Linked DNA regions of Mus musculus: region 2 is linked to region 1. A link is a contact called in public promoter capture Hi-C data. All regions are on one chromosome and are shown on one strand. Each heading gives the region's core, a stretch centred on a gene start, on an enhancer-like site or on the middle of the called end of the contact. The rest is flanking DNA. Distances are from core to core; before and after follow the strand shown.

Evidence for each region. Promoter capture Hi-C pulls out the DNA fragments that hold promoters and counts their contacts.
Region 2: a promoter capture Hi-C map of embryonic stem cells shows a contact between it and region 1, with 2.3 times the contacts expected there. The contact joins the promoter of AU016765 here to the enhancer-like site in region 1. A contact is called at or near these places in 4 of 39 promoter capture datasets (embryonic stem cells, hippocampal neurons and liver) and 1 of 9 other capture datasets (embryonic stem cells).

What each region holds. Positions count from the first base shown.
Region 1 is chr17:63,826,943-63,830,760 of GRCm38.p6, forward strand. No RefSeq gene overlaps it. Among named protein-coding and RNA genes, the nearest start is that of Fer, 35 kb to the right of the region's middle. Within about 2 kb of position 2,184, at least 9 of the 459 cell types and tissues checked have an H3K27ac peak or open chromatin away from gene starts, as enhancers often do. A contact at or near this core is called in embryonic stem cells, where this site is marked.
Region 2 is chr17:64,553,452-64,557,230 of GRCm38.p6, forward strand. It overlaps AU016765 (expressed sequence AU016765), which reads right to left and starts at 2,139. Exons shown (of 4, transcript NR_045899.1): 1 at 1,953-2,139.

The DNA of each region.
Region 1 (3,818 bases), core at 934-3,433:
CAGCTGTGGTTGCTTGATCTCATAGCTTCCTGTTTTGTTACGAAAGTCTTTTACGGTGTCCAAATTCATCTAAAGTAAGTAGATTTCAGATAGCTCATGGAAGGGAGGGGCGAGTGGCCAGTGATCAGGAGCAATACATCAAGAAAGACAGAAGAAACGTCCTGTCTGTGCCAGTTTTCTGCATGGGTCCCGTCACTGTCTCCATAGTACCCTTATAGCAGTAGACCAGAATTCTCATGAAACCCCTTCCCCAGCCCCTCAAGCTAAGCGGGTTTCCTTTCCTTCTGTGATCTACCCACAACACTTATCCTTCACATGACTACATACATGTAAGACCTTTGTTGTGGCTCAGGTAAAGTGAGCCTAGTGGCTCATGGTTAAGTCTTATTGTAGATTTTTTTGGTGTATTTTTATTATGGTACTAGCATTAAAATAAGCAGGCCTTGAACAAAGATGTTTATCCTTATCTAATCATATAAGATTTGATGGTTTGTGTATGCTCGGCCCAGGGACTGGTACTATTGGAGGTGTGGCCTTGATGGAGTAGGTGTGTCACTGTGAGTGTGGGCTTAAATATCCTCAACCTAGCTGCATGGGGGTGAGTATTCTGCTAGAAGCCTTCAGATGAAGATGTAGAACTCTCAGCTTCTCCTGCACCATGCCTGTCTGGATGCTGCCATGCTCCTGTCTTGATGATAATGGACTGAACCTCTGAACCTGTAAGGCAGCCCCAATTAAATGTTGTCCTTATAAGAGTTGCCTTGGATGTGGTGTCTGTTCATAGCAGTAAAAACTAAACTAAGATAGCGATCTTAACTAAAAATTAAAAAAAAAACAACTTTACCTAGAATGTGGAGAAGGAGCTCCGCCTTCAGGCTCTCTGTGGACCTAGCTGGTACTTGTCTCTGGCCTCCAGCCTACCAGGGTACTCTGCACAGTAAGAAGCCTATGTCTTAAAAAAAATCTCCTTCTCTTTCTCCCACCTTCACGCATACATGTACACATACACAGGCTATTGATTCTTTCTCAACAGAAATCTGACCCATAAGACCATCATCATTTATGTATTTTCAAAATTCACTATTAAGAAATGAACAAATAGGAATAATGAAGAATGTATTTATGTGGGCTGGAGCTGGCGCAATGGCCCAGTGGTTAAGGGCATGTGCTGTTCCTCTGGAAGATTTGGGCTTGATTCCCAGCACCACATCATGGCTCACAGGCATTTGTAACTCCGGTTTCAGAAAACCTAATGCTCTCTTCTGACTCCTCCAGCCCCAGGACCACTCATGGTCCACAGACATATATGGAGGTAAAACAACCATGTACACAGAATGCAAATATTTTTAAGAGAACATGCTTACTGATCTTTGAAGTTATTTTGAAGCTAACTTAACTTGGTATATACAAGTATAGAAGACTAAGCAATTTAGAAATTATTTCTTTTCTTCTGAACTATATCTCAGCTCGAGGAAAAAGAATACATCCCTACCTCCCCAGCCTTCCAACTTAGTTTTCTGGTTTGTTTTGTTTTTGCTTTTGTTTTTTGTTTGTTTGTTTGGTTGGTTTTTTCTTTAATAACAGCCTAAATCTAATTTATGCTAATCACATATTTCTAGAAGTGGGGGCCATCCAGTAGATCATGTTGACCTACCAGGGGCCCTACAAAAAAAATGTATGAGAAGCCACCAACTGTCATTATCATCTCTATTGTGAGTCAGGCTCATATAGGAATGTTGACTGGCTGAATCTTGTGCAGACCCACCCACAGCTGCTGTGAGTGCTGTGAGTGTGTGGTCCTGCCTCGTCCCCTGGGAAGATGAAGGCAGAGAGACTGCAAGGTTAAGCCCTGCTTGGTACAGAGTTAGTTCAAGGCCAACCAAGAAAAGATCCCATTTTCCAGATTAAAAGCAGTCAAGGATTGGGGCTGTAGCTTCATGGAATGGCACTTACAATGACACTTACTGTGACCCTGGTAAGCTCTTCTCAGAGGATTGTTTCTGAACAGAGAGGGTCATAGTGGCTTCTCTCTTCCCAGAGTGAAGCAGAGACTAGAGAATTAAATGCCTGGCCTCTGACAGGCACTCTGAGGATGCCAGTTATTGCTATTCCTCACAGTTACTCCAGTTCAGGCTTTAAGAATGCTGTTCTGTGTGAGCCCATTGGTTCTGCCCTGATTGCCCCAGTTCAGTTCGTTCCAAACTGTTGGTCACGCCCCTTCCTGGTATGTCTTTGAGGCAGTGTAAACAAAGACTCCCCAGTGGGCCGGTTATTTAGATGAAGTGGATAAAGCTCTAAAGTTGCTATTAATTTAGGTTTGGCGATAGAGGAATGAGGTATCTCTCAAGCATTTCTAGCTATCACAGAATTATGAAACTAAGTGGGGATGTGGAAAGCTTCTACAAAAATCACGAAAATGTTCACGATTGACATTTTAATGGCGTTTAAATATATCCCTCGGGACATATTTGCACTACTCATGCCATATTTGCGTTTCACCCAGGGTAGAGTGAGTTTTGTTTTGTTCCTCGTGTAAAGAATTTTACAGCCAACCTGTAACATCAATTCCTAGAATGTGTTGTTCTCTCAGGGACACGGAAGGATATATGTAAAAGGACACACTGTAACACTGAAACTCCACACTAGGTCTTCATATCATACACACCCTCGCCTACAGCTGAGAACAGTTAATCAATGCACAACCAGTTGGTGATGGGGAACAGTCTATGGTCAGCATCCTTGCTGTCTTGCCCACAGGAAGAAATGGCTTTTCTCAAACTCTTCTTAACATCTTGGGTCCTGGATGGGCAGGTGCTTCCGTTCCACCAGTGAATAAGTGGGGTGGAGGTGGATATGCATGGAGGAGTCCTTCATGGTGAGTTCTTCATAGTGAGAAGTCCTGCACAGTGGCTCACTGGTGTTTGCTGCTGGTCTGAGCTCAGCATTCCACTGTCTGGTTATCAGTTTCCTCATATCTGGAGGAGCAGATACGGTAGTCGGTCAGTGTCCGGTCACCAGCTCCAGCAGAACCTAGGCAGTTGGCTCTACTTGTTTGGTGAACAGCAGCAGTTTTCAGCCTTCTGCACCACAGTGTTTGCCCCCAAAATCGACATCAGCTGGCAGATCTCAGGCTTCTGTTCCTTGAATCCATCTAATCGTTTTGTGAGTACCTGATTTCCTGTTTTAAATTCCTTTCTAGCTAGTGCTTAGTGGCATCCTCTTCCTGCATTGAATTCTATATGGATGTCAAGAATAATGAACGGATATATGGGCTTTGGAGTGGCATTCAAGCACTAGAGTAAGCTTTGAAAGTGGGAAAGAATAAGGTGTGTGTAATAACACCTGTGATTATTTATACACAGCAGAGAAATCTTACGAAGTTATGTTAAAAAATCAATATTTATTTTTAGAAAAACTAAAGTGGTTTTGAGAGGCTTATGTTTTTTTGCATGGGTCCCTTAAACTGTTTAAAAATCATTTTCATGAAATATGTGCTTTTCTTTTTTTTATTTATTTTTTAATTAGGTAATTTCCTCGTTTACATTTTCAATGCTATCCCAAAGGTCCCCCATACCCACCCCCCCAATCCCCTACCCACCCACTTCCCCTTTTTGGCCCTAGTGTTCCCCTGTACTGGGGCATATAAAGTTTGCAAGTCCAATGGACCTCTCTTTACAGTGATGGCCGACTAGGCCATCTTTTGATACATATGCAGCTAAAGACAAGAGCTCCCGGGTACTGGTTAGTTCATATTGTTGTTCCACCTATAGGGTTGCAGTTCCCTTTAGCTACATATTTTCCAAAATTTTTAACTATCA
Region 2 (3,779 bases), core at 889-3,388, 730 kb after region 1:
GTCGGTCTCAGTACTGAAGCAAAGCAAATGCTAGTTACCAAGGAAGCAAGTCCTCCTTGTCACAGCAATCAGTGACAGGCGAAGCCTTCTGGAACCAGCCCAGCACAGTACTGGTAGAACCTGAAGCCCTTGTCAGGCCAGAGGCTTCTGCAACCTGCCGCAGAATACACCAGAAACATCTCAGAGCAAGAGAAAAGGGTGGAGCAAGACCACACGGAGTCTCCAGGTGACAACTGTGGTTCTCTACCTGGAATCCAAGAATGTTCAGGTTAGCGTAAAACAGAACTTGTCTTTTCAAGAGTGTTGGGTTCGTCCCTGCTATTCTTTATTAAAACGCTATGCTTCAGGCACTGTTCTGTGTACTTACTATATTCAGCAAAAACCTGAATGATTACTAAAATACCCATAAGATCAAATAACACAAATCTTAGGATTCCTATCATCATACCTATCTAAAATATAATACGTAAGTCTGAAGAAAGCAGGAACAGATAAGCTGAAGAAAAATCATATGGTTACTTGGGACACTTGATTTTCTCTTTTCATTTTTTTCCAAAGTGTCCTTATATGTTGGGATCAAGGAAGTAGTCAAACTAGGTTCTAGAGGCAGTGTGGGTTTTTTTTGTGGACTTCTAATTTTTTGATGTTGGGGTTTTTCACTCTAATTAGGAATTTAGGTTCCCTGAGTGTTGAAATTTGGGATAAAAGTTGGTGATGGTGTTTTAACAAATACATACACACACACACATATACATACATACATATATATATATATATACACACACACATACACACATACACACACACACACACATATATATATATCATAGTTCTAGTGACCCGGAGAGAAAAAAGAAATGAAATAGGCCCAAGTAGCTATAAATTGAAAGATGTTTATATTAAAAAAAAAATTATGATCAGAAATGTGTTTTGGGAATCATCATGGGTTGCTGGAAATGTGCTAGAATCTATTGTTTCATCAAGAATTCAGATTGTGGAATCAAACAGTCAGACACACCAAATAGATGATGGTGATGATTGACAGCTGCGGTGTGTATGGGCCTGGCCACGGGAGGATGCTGAAGCTCAAGGCTGGCAAGGATTTCAGGCCCCACTAGCATCCTCTCAGCGCGTCATCATAGCTCTGCATTGTCATTGATCACCACGCTTCGGTGCCGCAAGGACGAGGATCTTTCTTGGCAATGGGTGCTTGTTTCTGAGACCTTTTTGTTTGACTTTGTCTCTTTGACATATTTACCCAATCCCAAAGATTTCAGTCAGTTTTATTTACACAGTCTGAGTTAACACCCCCTCCCCAACTAACTATATTGTCATCGCCAAGACATGTGACCAATTTCCCATGAGCATGGAGCATTTCCTGGTTATCAACCACCATGAGTAAACCCCACCCTAGAAGGCCTTCAGAAATTCCCAAGTAGAACCAAACACCACTTGTAACTTTTTTTTTCCCTTCCTTCCTTAGGTAGGCAGAAATTGTACTATCATTGAAAATCAGTCTGGTGGTTCACTTCACCGCAAGGACAAAGAATTCAGTCTCATACCATGGATTTTTAAAAAAATGATAAAATGCACAGAGTGAAAAGCATTCCATGAGTGATTTCACACATGCTGCTAAGTACGGCAGAGTATTGCCAAGACTGGCCTTTAATCTCCATGGGAAGCCATAACAGCTGTACACTCTTATTTGCTGTCAAATGCCTTTTGCATGGTTCTTAGAGAAGACAGGAGGCAGGAAATCCTTCCCATTTATCTTACCTTACTTTCTTTGACCCGCATCTCTTCTCATTAGCCCTCTATATCTGTTGATAGCTTAGAATGTGCAGATTTTGCCAGCCCCAGGCAGAACAATCAAGCTGGATAGAAGAGGTTTGGTGTTCCCCCAACTGCCTTGGAGGCACCTGTCTGCCTCCTCTTCTCAGTGAGCTTCTCACCTCCTGACCTCAGCTCCAGTCCACGCCAGCACGGATCCTCAGTAAGACTCAGTTCGGTGTATTCTTGTGTGGGATCATGTGTCATCAAGTTCCACCTGGCTGGATGAAGTGAGCCTGGAGGAGCAGAACAGCGGGAGGGAAGTCGGACTTACTGAAGTCGTCTGTCTCCTGAGTCAGGAAGAGCAAGGATCTAGACTCTTAGCAGGTGCTGAGTAATACTCTACCCTTTCTCCTGGAAAACAAGAACCCAGAAGGTTCTGGACCAACCAATGCAGAATAATCAGAGGAACTGAATTTGATTGGTGGTAGGAAACCCTTTGGACAATCATTATCAGCTTTAAGCAATTAACTAGTTAAGCTAAAATGTCAACTGGTTGATTGGCTAAAGCTGTAGGTAGTTCATGAATCCTCTAGTTTGCCTCTTTTTTTTTTTTTTTTTCTATAAATACTATTGTTGTGGATTTGGTCTGTTATTGGTGATGGTGGGAGGCTTTTGTTTTTGTTTTCTTGGTTATTGGATTAGTTTTGTTTCTTTGTTTAGGTAAGGATAAATGGCCTGGGATATATTCCTTTTAGCACTACCTGTAGGCATTTCTAGGTATGCTTTGGGTTCTTCTGACCTCCTACTGCATTAAAACTCAAAACTGTCTACATTAAAACTAAAATCACTACACTTTCCCAACTTTGACACCACTCCCTTCACCTGGAAACAGTTCTCAACCCCCTTTAGAACTGCCTACCTACTCAACGGATACATAAGTCACATACATAGTAAGAAGTGGATGGTTTCAGTGGTATTGTAAATGTAAGTTTTTTGGGAATTTTATGAGTCATTTGGCATGACTTGGTGACTTGCCATCAGCCCTAAGTGATAATTATATATATAACAAATGCTACACAAACTAGCTGTCCTCCATCCCTGGAGTGTAAGATCTAGGCTCGACTCGGAGGCGATGGCTCCCACCATGCTGATAGCTGTCTGCGTTACTGGTTCTTGAATACCTCCTTGCTTGACATGTGTTTGGGATCCATTTGTTGAGCAGATGAATGAATTTGAGACAGGATGCACGTTTATTCTGGCCTTTGCTTAAAACTCTGAGCCTAGGCAGACTCCCCATGGCTCCATCCTGCCTGCCAACAAGTTCCTGTGATAGGTTGCCTCCTTGGCTACCTACCCATCCTCTCATGGTTTTACTCCTAGCTGGTAGTTCGCTTTCTGCCTCTTTCATCTCCTGCCCAGGTTCATGGACATCTGACAATACATTTCAGTAGCTAGGGAGAAAACACTGGCAACTTTCAGAGCCCTCCCTGGCTTCTAGTTCAGCCACACGGTTTCTGTGTGATCTCAGAAGCTCACAGCCTCCTGTAGCCTTGGTGGTTTTATGAATTAGAACGTATGTCATCGTCATCAAGCTGTGTCCATCCCAGTGGGATCACGGGAATCAAAGGAGCCGACGCACGGGCCAGGGTCCCGTGACCTGTAAAGTACCATAATTCACCTTGAGACAGTAGGAGTCAGAATTGAAAACCAGCTCTACAGCCCGAAGCAGGGCTTTTACTTTTCCTAGGCTTCTATTTCTTCATTCGCAGACGGGATAATAACACCTACCATTCAGGGCTTTTAGGAGTTCAGTGAAATTGTGTGAACAACAAGACTGATAAATACAGTTCACAGCAACCTCTTGCCTTTCCCAGTTTCCTGACTCGGGTGTCTGACATGGTATCATCATCAATCTCAGTCCGTTCTTAAGGTGCTGGGATTCTTGAGAAAGAACCGCTCTGATCCCGCTGCGGCAGAGAAAAGGCTCTGGGGTCAGAGGTCAAATC